Linked DNA regions of Canis lupus: region 1 is linked to region 2. The links are chromatin contacts, called in public Hi-C maps. All regions are on one chromosome and are shown on one strand. The core of a region is the stretch at or near the end of the contact, and the rest is flanking DNA. Distances in the headings are between cores, read along the strand shown.

Region 1 (6,353 bases), core at 1,349-3,848, 340 kb before region 2:
ATCAGAAGCAACTACGACTTACTCAAATTTATGAATACAAATAGTCAAATTTTTGCTTCAGGCATCATTTGGACCTGGTTACTTATAAAATGGGCACATCCACATTACTGGTCAGTATTGATACAGGCCATCAAATAGGCACATAGCACTGGTGAAAAAAAAAATTCCAGCTGTTAAGTAGTAACTGAAACTGGGGTACCTGGATGGCTCAGTAGTTGAGCATCTGCTTTCAGCCCAGATCCTGGGATCAAGTCCCACATCAGGCTCCCAGTGGGGAGCCTGCTTCTCTCTCTGCCTATGTCTCTGTTTCTTCCCTGTGTGTCTCATGAATAAATTTTTAAAAAAATCTTTAAAAAAACTGGGCAGCCCAGGTGGCCCGGCGGTTTGGCGCCTGCCTTCGGCCCAGGGCATGGTCCTGGAGACCCAGGATCGAATCCATCAGGCTCTCTGCATGGAGCTTGCTTCTCTCTCTGCCTGTGTTTCTGCCTCTCTCTGTGTGTCTCTCATGAATGAATAAATAAAATCTTTAAGAAAAAAAATCTTAAAAAAAGAACTGACATTAAACTCTTCCTTATTTTCTGTAATTCTCCTATTAAATATTCAGATGGCACCACCTTGTGGATGAAGGCCACGATCTGTGCCTCCACTTGAGTTGGATAAACTCATTCCACCACCCCAGAATTAGCTCACTGAAGCTACTGGGTTTCTCTACGTGGAGGTATTTTCTTCCAGTCTTCTCTTGGCAAAGTGTGCTCAGGGGAGCTTACTATCACTTCTATGGACAGCTGTGACTGAGGAGGACTGGAGTTGATAGAAGAACCTGTAAGGGTAATGGAAGAACCTGTAAGGGTAATGGAAGGAGCTGCAGTTGAAGCGACTATACTTACTTAAAGACCCAGTGACAGCAGCTCCAGGGAAAACTAACATCTGCAAGGGGAAGCAGCAATTACAATCACTCTGCAACGCCTGCAGAAAAGTCAGTGCAAGTCCAGCACTTTTAACTATCCCTCCCCCACCCCCCATTCCATATGAGAATATTCTGAGTTAAGAAGGAATTCATTTCCGCTGTGTGGAGGATTTATTATTTGTAGGAAATGAATGAAATTTTCTGACGTGGATTCCAGGTGAGGGGTCTTACTTTTAGCAAGCTTTCTGTAATAGGTTATATGGAGAGTGATATCTTGTTTTAAAAAATTGTTTTGACTCAGTTGTCATTTGATCCTTTTGCACCTTTCATTCCCCACTGCCAAGGTTCCTGGGCTGTAGATGTAGCAGTCAGCATGTGAAGGATTAGAACGGTTCAACTTTGCCTCAATTCATTTTTCTTTTACTCCACTTCCCTCTCACGTCAAGGACTTTAGCCTTAAGAGTGAGTTTCTCCAAGAACTGTTTCCTGTCACACTCCTCTGGGGCTTACCAACCACACCTTATTCCAGCATCTCTACTTTAGATTCTTTTTTTTTTTTTTTTAATTTCATTTATTTATTCACGACAGACCTACAAGCAGGGGAAGAAGCAGGCTCCCTGTGTGGGGCCTGATGCGGGACTGGATCCCAGGGCCCCAGGATCACAACTAGCCAAAGGCAGATGCTCAACCACTGAGCCACCCAGGCGTTCCTGAGGGTACATTTTTGAGGGAAGTTATCTATCCTAGTCCTATGGAACAGCTGTCTCTTTAAATTTTTACCTTAATTTCCCCAACCCTCAATTTCTGAGATAGAGATAAACCAGTTTTTCTTTTTTTAGAGTACTATTTTTACCACAAGTCCCCCTCCTGGGATTCTGGAGTCTCCAGCAGTAGAAATTGGATTTGCGCGTTTTAGGGAGAGCGCAACAGTCCCTGAAATTAAGGAGCTGACACACTCTAATGACGGAGAAAAAGAAAAAAAAAAAAAAAAAAAAAAGCGCCAGTCACTCCAGACTGTGCCCCTAATGTGATCTGCGGGACGCAGGACAGAAAGTGCCGCAAAACAAGCTTCTTAGATCCGACAGCGCAACCGGGAAGCCGGGAGATTAAAAAGAAGTCAGGCCTCCCCGGTCGAACCGGGGCTACCCGAATTGTTCTGCAAGGGCGCTTTCCGGAACGCCTTGGATTGGGCCAGAAATGCCGCAATCCGGGTCACGTGCCCTCGCCCCGTCCGCCCCTCCCCCAGACTAGCGCGGGCCCGCGCGCTCCCGCGGCTTTCAGTCACGAGCTGCGCACGCGCAGGCTGAGCGGCAACGCCGCGCCCGCAGGTCGGCGCCAACGGTTGGCGGAAGGGCGGCCCGGCTCTGGCTTACGCTTCCTCCCTCTTCCGCGGTCGGCGGGGCTAACGCGGGCAGAGCTCGCTGCTCGGGTCCTCAGGACCTTCCTTTTCTTTGTTCTTTTTTTTTTTTTTTTTTTTTTTTTTTTTTTTTTTTTTTTTTTTTTTTAAATTTTTTTTTATTTATTTATGATAGTCACATAGAGAGAGAGAGAGAGAGAGGCAGAGACATAGGCAGAGGGAGAAGCAGGCTCCATGCACCGGGAGCCTGACGTGGGATTCGATCCGGGGTCTCCAGGATCGCGCCCTGGGCCAAAGGCAGGCGCCAAACCGCTGCGCCACCCAGGGATCCCTCTTTTCTTTGTTCTTTTACGCTTTTGCCAAACTTCGCTTAACGATTTTCAGAGTTTCTGTTTTCTTCCTAATTTAATTTGAAATTTGAATTCTTGGTCGCACATTCATGAATATCATTCAAGTTAGCAAGTGTAAACGTTGGTGGGTTGTTTAGGTTTTCAAGGTTTCTACGGTGGAAGTGCAACTGGAGGACACTTTTTGCTGCTTTTTGATTGTGTAGGTTCAAGTTTGCCCTCCAGGGGCCTTTGTTCCGTGAGCTTTGCTTCTTGTCTGTAGGAGCTAGCCCGCTCTTTTGTGGTTTTCCTATTTTCATTTTCCCGATTGAATGCCAAAATTGCTGGATCTTAGTCTTCATCAATTTGGTGCCTAAGGACAAATCAGTTCTGGAAAATATTAGAGCAACCATTTACTCGTGGATAAAGCACTGAAAAATAACACTTAGACCACATGGAAAATGATAAAGAGATTTAATATAGGTTGAGGGTTGTTTTTTTTTGTTGTTGTTGTTTTTTGTTCTTTCTCCTGAAAGGGAAGAGTGGTTCCAGTGGGGAAGTTTTGTAAAGGTCAGCAAGCTTGGGACTTTTTCCAATTCTTTTAGGTTGGGCAACTGAATTGCAGTTTGTTAGAAGTGTCTCAAACTATTGGAGAAAAACTCATTAAATTATACTTTTCATTAGAATTAGTCACATTTCAGAAAATATTTGTGTGTACACAATTTTTATAAAAACATCAAAAGACAGTGGGGCACCTGGATGTCTCAGTCTGTAGAGCATGTGACTTTTTTTTTTTTTTTTTTTTTTACATTTATTTATTTATTCGAGACAGAGGCATAGGCAGAGGGAGAAGCAGGCTCCATGCAGGGAGCCTGATGCAGGACTTGCTCTGATCCGGGGACTCCAGGATTATGCCCAGAGCAGAAGGCAGATTCTCAACCACTGAGCCACCCAGGCATCCTGAGCACGTGACTCTTGATTTTGGGATTGTGCATTTGAGCCCCCCATTAGGTGTAGAGATTACTTAAAAATAAGATCTTACCAGAAAATTTAGAGTTGCTAATTCTATAGAAACATAAACCCATCCATTAATTTTTTAAAAATTATTTTAAAGTAATCTTTACCCAAGGTGAGACTGGAACTCAAAACCTGAGATCAAGAGTCACATGCTCTAGAAACTGAGCCCCCCGCAACACCCATATGTTTACATGTAAACCCAATGTTTACATGTAAACCCAATGTTTACAAATAATCTAGTAAATCTAATGACAGTAGTTTCTCAGGCTTTTTCAATGGCTTTTATAAAAGTCACAAAATTGGGTTAAATGAAGACCAACTACTTCATTTAAAATAAGAGATAGGCACATACCTGGATTTTAAGAAGTCAGGATTTTCTGTTGGGTACCAGCATTTCTCAGAAAAGGATTTTCCTTCTGACAGGTTAATATTTAGGAGGAAGGTTTTTGACCCCACCGCCGCCATATTGAGAGATTGTGTTTTCAGCATTGTTTTGTTGCTGTCATAGTATTCAGAAATAGTTATTAACAGGGAAAGTTGGTAGTGAATTTGTTTTTTTTGCAGTTTTCAACTAAACCTTGTGAAACTACTTGCTGAGAAAGCAGTTATTGTTATCTGGTCTCTCTATATATTTTAAAGATTTATTTATTCATGAGAGAGAGAGAGGCAGGCTCCTCAAAGGGAGGCCAAAGCAGGACTCCGTCCCCTAACACGGGATCAGGCCCTGACCCAAAGGCGGACGCTCAACTGCGGGACACCCAGGTATCCCTTATCTGGTCTATGTTAAGAAGCCAAAGCATCACACATCTCATGATAAGTATTTCCTTTTTGTTTCATCTATTTTCCCTTCCGCCGCTATTCTGTATCAGCCATGAGGTTGCTGTTGGAATTCAGGGACAAATAAGAGGTCATATAATATAGGCCATTGCATAATGATGAAATATCAATTCTGTAGTCTGTCTCTAAGGCTCTGTCCTTAATAATAAAATACATTGTGCTGTGATGGTTGTAAAGCTATCACTCCAAGTTAGATATTAATTATTTTTAATTCACATGATTGTGATTTACTTTCAGGTTTTTATGTGTTCAATCTTCAAGAATCATTTACGTTTACCTGGTAAAAAAACCAATGGAGAGGTTATGTTCACAAGCTTTTTAAGGTAAGGAGGCCTATAACTATGATCAAAGGCATAAGATGTGGAAGAATGTTTATTTAACAAACTTTTTTTTAAAGAGATTTTTTTTTTTTTTTTTTTGAAAGGAAGCTGTATACCCAGCATGGGGCTTGAACACAACCCTAAGATCAAGAGTTGCAGGCTCTACCCACATGAGCCAGCTAGGTGCTCCTAAAAAACCTTTTAATACCTTTGTTTAAGGCACTGAAGTGCTAGGAAAACAAAGATGAATAATACACAATCCTATCCCTCGAAGAATACAGTCTAACACAAGATTATGAGCCAAGAGAGAAATGTTAGGAGGTAGACAAATAGTGGAGCTAACAGCTTATGCCCAGGAAGCTCAGAGGGTGCCGGAACCTTAATTTGCTCACTTCATTGAGGATCTGATTTTGTCATTGCAAATATGAGGGCTAGACTTGTGCCATGAAAACTCAAGAGACTGCTGTCTAAACCTGGTGTCAATTTATTGGTTTTTAGGGAGATTGTACATTTATATTGATTGCAGTATTCTTGTTTAATGTTCTAGATCAGTGTTCATCAATAAAAAGATAATATGGGGATGCCTGGGTGGCTCAGTGGTTGAGCATCTGCCTTCAGCTGAGGGCATGCATGATCCCGGAATCCCGGGATGGAGTCCTACATTGGGCTCCCTTCATGAAGCCTGCTTCTCCTCCCTCTTCCTATGTCTCTGCCTCTCTCTCTCTGTCTCCTGTGGGGGGAAAAAAAATACTATCCACAAATGTGAGCCACAGAAGTAATTTAAAATTTTCTAGTATCCATATTAGAAAAGTAAAAGGAAACAGGTAACAATAATATATTTAACCCAATATATCCAAAATGTTCTAATTTTAACATATAAATATGTAGTTATTGCTGAGATATTTTGCATTCTTTTTTTCATACTAAGTCTTTGAGATCTGGGGTGGTTTTTGTACTTAAAGCACATCTTAGTTAGGATTAGCCACATTTCAAGTACTCATGTGGCTACGTGGAGTTCTAGAATAACCCCTTCCCAGAAAAAGATAATGGGGAGGCCAAGTTATAATCAGAGCATGGAATTAGAACAGAACATGCTAGATGGTGTTGAGAGATATTTTGTTGGTCTGGCAAGCATGATGAACCTACCCTGATCCACATCAGAGTATACCTTTTTCATGGTGTTAGTGTTTGTTGTATTTAGCATGTCTTGCTTCAGAAGTACAAAACTAATATGGCCAAATTCTCCTGATATTATGTAAACTGCTTTCTTCTATTAACATAATTTGTTTTCAGACAGATTTAAATTTTTTTTTACCTTATTTATTTATTTATTTATTTATTTATTTTTAAAGATTTTATTTATTTATTCATAGAGACACAGAGAGAGAGAGGCAGAAGCACAGGCAGAGGGAGAAGCAGGCTCCATGCAGGGAGCCTGATGTGGGACTCCATCCAGGGTCCCCAGGATCAAACCGCAGGCTGCAGGCGGCACTAAACCACTGCACCACTGGGGCTGCCCACCTCTTTTATTTTTTAGTTTTGTAAAAGATGTATTTATTTGAGAGAGAGTAGAGGGAAGGGCAAAGGGA
Region 2 (7,052 bases), core at 1,042-3,541:
GAGCATATGATTGAAAGTTTTATATTAACTTCACAGTTTTAAGATGGTAACCTTACATGACTGTTTTCTGACACAATTTTTCTGAGCAATACTTCAAAGCAAATAAAATAATTAAAAAGCAGAGGATATTCAATTTCCCAATAGAGAATAGAAAACTTTAAGTTGAAACTTTTAGATGAAGCTACTTTATTGAAGAAAATGTTAGCAACTCCGTAATCAACGAATAGTTGATTTGCTTTGTTTACAGCGTTTAATCTGATTGATAAGCAAGTTGACTATTCAGAAACTATTCACCATTGTGAAGGAGAAATTAACGTTCCAGGACGCATATTCCTTTATTTAGAAGCGTTTGGTCTACAGGTCCTAATTGGCCATTGATGGATTGAGAGAAGGGAACCGCATTCCAAGGCGAAAAGCTCAAGAAAAGCGGAAGGCTGTACCTTGCAAGTTGGCGCTAATCAGTACACGACTCCGAGTAGTTAAGAAGTTAAACTTAAATCAATTTTTGATTCCTTCAACTACATATTTTGTTGAGTCACCGTCATACTGTAATGCAACTAACGCGCTTAGCAGTGTCAGGCGCCGAAGAAATGTTAGCTACGGGCTTGGAGTTACGTAACTATTAACTGGAAATACAGGCTGAAACCTAGTTCATGGGTAGGCTTTTATTTCGAAGGAATCTGTTATATTTTAAATCCCAAGCTTGCAAAAACACTTAAAAATTGCGCTTACCAAAATGACACCAATTGCAAGGAAAGGTCTAAGAAGAAAAACAGCTGGGATCGCTAAGATTACAGAAAAGTACGGAAAGGTGACTATAGGGAAAAGATTAGCATAACAATCTACCCGAATAAATAGGATTGAATCCTGGCCAATGAGATCGCAACCTGGAGGTTCCTAACCCTCCCGGCCCAATCAAGACAGGGCTATATCTATAAATAAGACTGCCGAGCGCTTCTTGAAAAAAGCGGGTAAGGCGCCATGGCTCGTACGAAACAGACCGCCCGCAAGTCGACCGGCGGCAAGGCCCCGCGCAAGCAGCTGGCCACCAAGGCGGCCCGCAAGAGCGCGCCGGCCACGGGCGGCGTCAAGAAGCCGCACCGCTACCGGCCGGGCACGGTGGCCCTGCGCGAGATCCGGCGCTACCAGAAGTCCACGGAGCTGCTGATCCGCAAGCTGCCGTTCCAGCGGCTGGTGCGCGAGATCGCGCAGGACTTCAAGACGGACCTGCGCTTCCAGAGCTCGGCCGTCATGGCGCTGCAGGAGGCGAGCGAGGCCTACCTGGTGGGGCTCTTCGAGGACACCAACCTGTGCGCCATCCACGCCAAGCGCGTCACCATCATGCCCAAGGACATCCAGCTGGCGCGCCGCATCCGCGGGGAGCGCGCCTAGAGCCCCGTTTTATCAGAAGGCCACCTAAAGGCTCTTTTCAGAGCCACCCATGATTTCACGAGGAGCAGCTGTACCCGCTTCCCGCCTGGCGCGGGTCGTGCCCTGGTGTAGGGGGTCGAGGGATCCGGGGAAACTCGCACGTGTTGGGTAGTGGGATGCTGGAATCCGGCCTGACTTTTCGGACTGGCGCGTTAAGGGAGCAGCTGAACGGCTTATGTTCTACGTCGTTCTTGCCAAACCTGCCCTTAACATGCGTTGAAGTCTAAAGCAACAACCTTTCTGTGAGGAAACTTGCGGGAGGGAGGACCGTGCTCTACCGGCCGTTTGTAACGTTACAAGCCGCCGCCACGGAATACGTAGTACGAATCCAGATGCAGAAATGAAGTGAGGAGGCCCTCACGTGCTTTAGTGTTCATTAAAACACGGAGATGGGAATCTGGGTCTATCCGCCAGTTCTAAGAACTAGGTCCCTGTCTACATGTTGAAGTCTTGTCCTGGAATGACCTAGTACCGAATACCTTCCTCATTGCATAATGTAAGTGGCGCAAACAGGAATAGGAATTTGAGGGAGCTACCTGATTTTTCTTCTGAGACAGTTTAGGTATTCTAAAAACCAAAAGCAAAACGAGCTTCCACAATGCGTAGGGGAGTCAAACGGTGCAAAAATAAGAAAAAGTTGTCTTTGGCTGTCTCTTCAGATCTCTTACGAACGCAAGTCTACGACTGAAAGGTGAAAACCATCCCCAAATATCTCAAACAGGTGATACTGTACTTTTGCGTAATTTATTGGCTGAGTCTGGGATGGCACACTTTGATTGGCTAGGACGGCATTTACTCTGCTAGCCACTAGGGAAGTGCCAGCCGAAGCTATTATTTACGTGGACTCCACCCCTCTGTGACGATAATGTTGGAAATTAACCAATAAAAGTGCAGTCCTGTGCGAGCCTTCATTTGCATACAGGCTCTATAAGTAGCACGTAATCAAGCCCTTTGGAAGTAGTCCGGATCGCTTTTGGTGTGTAAACGCTGCTATTTGCAAAAATGCCTGATCCAGCAAAATCGGCTCCCGCTCCCAAGAAGGGTTCCAAAAAGGCTGTCACGAAGGTGCAAAAGAAGGACGGCAAGAAGCGCAAGCGCAGCCGCAAGGAGAGCTACTCCGTCTACGTGTACAAGGTGCTGAAGCAGGTGCACCCCGACACCGGCATCTCGTCCAAGGCCATGGGCATCATGAACTCGTTCGTCAACGACATCTTCGAGCGCATCGCCGGCGAGGCCTCCCGCCTGGCGCATTACAACAAGCGCTCCACCATCACCTCCCGGGAGATCCAGACGGCCGTGCGCCTGCTGCTGCCCGGCGAGCTGGCCAAGCACGCCGTGTCCGAGGGCACCAAGGCCGTCACCAAGTACACCAGCTCCAAGTAAGGGCGCGCAAAGGACGCAGTAGAGGCTACTTCACCCCAACGGCTCTTTTCAGAGCCACTTAATTTGTCACAGAAAGGGGCTGTAAGCGCTCGCTAAAAGACTTGAGCTTTTGGGTAGGTGGGGTGGGCCTGTGATCTCGGAAGCGTTTGGGTATGGCGCTAGGTTAGGACCGTGGTTGTCGGAATCTGGAATCTCCCGGAGTGCGATGGTGCCACCTAGTGGCACGGCTCTTACTAATAAACTAGTTCTCAAAGTGATTTTTTTTTTTTTTTTTAAGATTTTATTTATTTATCCACGAGAGACATAAAGGCAGAGACCGGGAGAAGCAGGCCCCCTGTGGGAAGCCGGATATGGGATTTGATTCCAGGACCCTGGAATCCTGACCTGAGCCAAAGGTAGACGCTTAATCAACTGAGCCACCCCGGCGCCCCTCGAAGTGATCTTACTTAGATCTACGGAGTCCACAATGGGAGCCTACGTACCAGTAACTGAGCAAGCAGGTTTAATGAAGTTTAGTAAAGTTTTTATTTGGGGGAGGGGCTGCTGTTCGACTTGGTTTCTTTGCCCATAAACTGTGAGCAGGTTTCCTTAAGTGAGCTGAACTTGTTTTCAGCGTGCGGATGGAGATCTCCGTTTCCCACTCTCCACCGCCTTAATGTCCTTATTAAAAATGTCTGGGTATCCCAAAACCAATGATGCCCTATGCTTTAGTCCTTTGGTCTGCCAGTAAGTCCTGACCCTAGCAATCCTTGCCTAACTTTCTCAGCCTAATGTCTTAACCAGATAGGGATTTTTTTATTTATTTTTGCCTCCCATCCCTTGGGACATTTAATTGGACGCTAACCGGCATTTAGTGGTTAAAGGCCAGGGATGCTGATTAACATACCCTAATGCATAGGGCAGCCCCGCAGCCAAGAATTCCTCTAACATCAGTCCTCAGGCAGTGGTTGGCCAACCCAGCACCCTGGCTTCCTTTCTGTCAGGATTTAATTTTCATTTGGAACAAACTTCATCACCACCTAGCCAACATTACTGCTCTTGGTGAAAGCTGAGCAGAACCCATTTACTGTGATTGCTTACACTCCACAGGAGATGCTCTTTCTCTTCTCCAGGGCAAAGAACTTGTTTCCTCTAACCATTTCCTGGTTCTAAGAGCCACCTTGGTGCTTGGTAAACATTCCCAGGTGCTTCTGAAGTTTCCGAATAGGTTGGAAATGGGGGTTGGGGAGGTGGTTTTTAGTGTTCCCAGGTGTATTTTTAAAATGTTTGGGGTGCATGATGTGCAAATGGCCACAGCTAAAAGGAGATGAATTTCTAAAGATCCCTTAGTTCAAAACTTGCATAACTCAAGACCTTTTGACAGGCTGGTGAATGTTTTACCAAGTAAAACATAGACCCTTAAGGTAAAAGGACTTCGTTTCCAGTTCATTTGTCAAGCTTTGAAACTAAGCTATTCTTGATAAATTTTAAGGAATTTGCTTGACGAGTTTACTTTAAATGAATTTTATTTATAATGGAAGAATTCAAACATCCAATTACAGCTACCAAAAAAAGGGCTGAATATGATTTATTTTTTTCACTGGAAAAAAAGATTTTCCGAGTCATTTTCCCTGGCGAGGGGAATGATTCACTGAGAATTTTAACTTCACAGTGAAATCTTGTACAGCACACTTTATAGTAGGGAAAATTAATAAGGGAAAAGGCGAGGGTGGTCTATTTTCTCAAACCATCAGAGACACCGTCTGGTCTCTCCTAGGATCCTGAAGGATCTCTTTTCCCTGAGGACTAGTGACCATGTTTCTCTTTCTCTTGGCCCTTGGAAGTTGTTAAAGCATCGTCAATTGGCTCACCTAATCAAAAGCTATCAATTACGACGAAAGGATAAACTTCAACACCTCATCCTGAAACCACAGCCTTTTGCCATCTGGCCAAAATTTCCATTCAGTTGTTTGTCTTCCTCAGATCTATGGCATAGCCAAAATGCAGTACACACTGTCCTATAATGCCTCTGAAGTTCCTCTTCCTTTGTGCTTTTGTTGGGTGGTCCTCCTTTAAACTGTAGTACTTCTTGCTCTCAACTACTAGAAGCCTGTCGACCTACCAGTTCTTCAAAGTGTTGCTCAAATCTCCTTGAAGTCTTCCCATCCCATTCTAGGTCACAGGAAGTCTTTCTCCTTTGAACTCTTAAGGCTTTATTCCTTATGCAATGAATTTGCAATTAACTGTAGCTTTGTGAACAATATAGCCTCCTTCCTCAATTCCTTTTTTTGTTCTTATATTTTCTTGTGTTTGTCTTCCATTAGACAGGGTTTACTTAAGAAAGAAAACAAAAAACAAAACTTCTTGGGAACTTTCACAAAGTTCCAGTGTCCATTATAAAATAGCATCTCGGGCCCCTGGGTGCAACGGACTTTTGGCTTTGGCTCAGGCCATGGGCTCAGTGTCCTGAGCCCCCAGTGGGGCTCTGCACTCAAGCGGCTGAGTCTGCTTGAGATTCACTCTCCTCCTTCCCCTTCTGCTCCTCCCCCCAACTCGAGCTCTCTGTCAAATAAAATCTTTTAAAAACCGAATCTTGGTGAATGTTTGTTGACTGATTGCCCTGACCACAGAATGCTTGGAAACTGGTCTGAAACTGGTAAGTTCACATACTCCAATAAGCTTTTTTTTCTCCACTTTTTCCTAAATTTTCTTGGTCCTTTAATCTGAAACATTTATAATAATTACTGACCCACTTAAAAGAACTATTGGAGATTAAAAACTCCTAAAAGGGACAGATAGAGTACTGTACTTGAGTGCTTCCCTTCATCCAATGTATCTAGGTGGCCAAAACAATGAGATTCCACTGGAGCTTTTTCGGCCTAATTCAGATGCTGCTTTTTTTGGTGTTGCAAACAAGGGTGAGGAGGGAGATGCATTCCAGAAGACCAAAAAAATAAAAATAAAAATAAAAAATAAAAAAGGTAGTATGAAGATAAGGAGCTTTAATCATCAGATCGAGTGAGCATTGCAAATGGGCTTGGTCTGGGTCAGGTCAAATGTTATTAAAATTGGGTAGTCATTATTTCAAGGACTGGTGAAAGGATTGTGGTATCTATGTAAACTTACAAACAGGACAGTTTAATATTGTCATAATTTTTAGATACCTCACTTTAAAACGGTTCATTTCCTACAAGTGATCTAAGAGTCAAAGCATTTACAAAGCATTTAATTCAAGCACAGGACAACAGGTGGGAAATACATTATATGATCTCTTTGGGGGCATAAAGAAGGAGGTACGAAAGAATGTCAATCTTTAACAAAGAAGGAACAAGACGGTTTTAGAGAATTACTAAGTAGTGAAGATTTTTTTTTACATTTTGTAACAAGAGCTGAACCATCATATGACTTGGCAAAAATTGAAAACTTGATGAAAAGTTTTTAGATCCCATACTGTCAACATGAACAAACTTGAAATATAAACTCAGGGCGTGTTTTCTTTTAATGTGTGATCAAATTAATATATCAAACATATAATATTAGCAAAGCAATGAGATGGATACAAAGATGTAAATACATCTAATAGATGAGATTACACCAGTATAAAAATAATTACAATTCAAGGAAAAATGTGTTATTCCCAAAAGAGAGTTAAGGAAATGTTATGAGTTAAGGAGAATGATAGGTTGCATCTGGCCAGAGGGTTCAGGAACACTCCATGAGGAGAACTTACATGTGCCAAGTTCTATAAGGGTGATAGGGATATATAGGTGTTTTCCTCCCCGAGTCTATGAGGTTCACCTGGAATATTATTTGTAACCAATATATCAAGTGTCCCCTGGGAATTTTTTTTTAAGTTTTAGTTTTAGCCAATTTTCTGGATAACCTCTTTCAATTTTTTAATCATCTGATTTGGGTAGATGAAATTCTCCATCATTCTATATTCTGTGACTAGAGGCCATTAATTCTATACTCCTACCCAGGTTGTAGCATTTTCCTTTGTAATATATCTATCTCTTCTAAAAAAAAATTTTTTTTAAAGATTTTATTTATTCATGAGAAACACAGAGAGGCAGAGACATAGACAGAGGGAGAAGCAGGCTCCCTGTGGGGAGCCAATGCGGGACTCGATCCCAGGACCCCGGGATCACACCCTGAGCCAAAGGCAGATGCTCAACCACTGAGCCACCCAGGTGCCTCTAAAAATTCACAGACGATTCTATGTCATTAAATTGAAAAGCTCTGGCTTCCCTTCCTGTCTA

The links. A called contact is a pair of places that touch in the nucleus more often than the background predicts.
Region 1: a Hi-C map of blood shows a contact between it and region 2, with 4 times the contacts expected there. The contact joins the promoter of LOC102154731 here to the promoter of H2BC18 in region 2. A contact is called at or near these places in 3 of 9 Hi-C or Micro-C datasets (amygdala and blood).

What each region holds. Positions count from the first base shown.
Region 1 is chr17:60,109,537-60,115,889 of UU_Cfam_GSD_1.0, reverse strand. LOC102154731 reads left to right here and starts at 2,598. Exons shown (of 7, transcript XR_005372734.1): 1 at 2,598-2,813; 2 at 4,682-4,767.
Region 2 is chr17:59,773,335-59,780,386 of UU_Cfam_GSD_1.0, reverse strand. H2BC18 (histone H2B type 2-F) reads left to right here and starts at 2,291. Exons shown (of 1, transcript XM_038562075.1): 1 at 2,291-5,384. The coding sequence starts at 2,434. The coding sequence ends at 2,814. All of the region lies in intron 1 of H3C13 (histone H3), which reads left to right.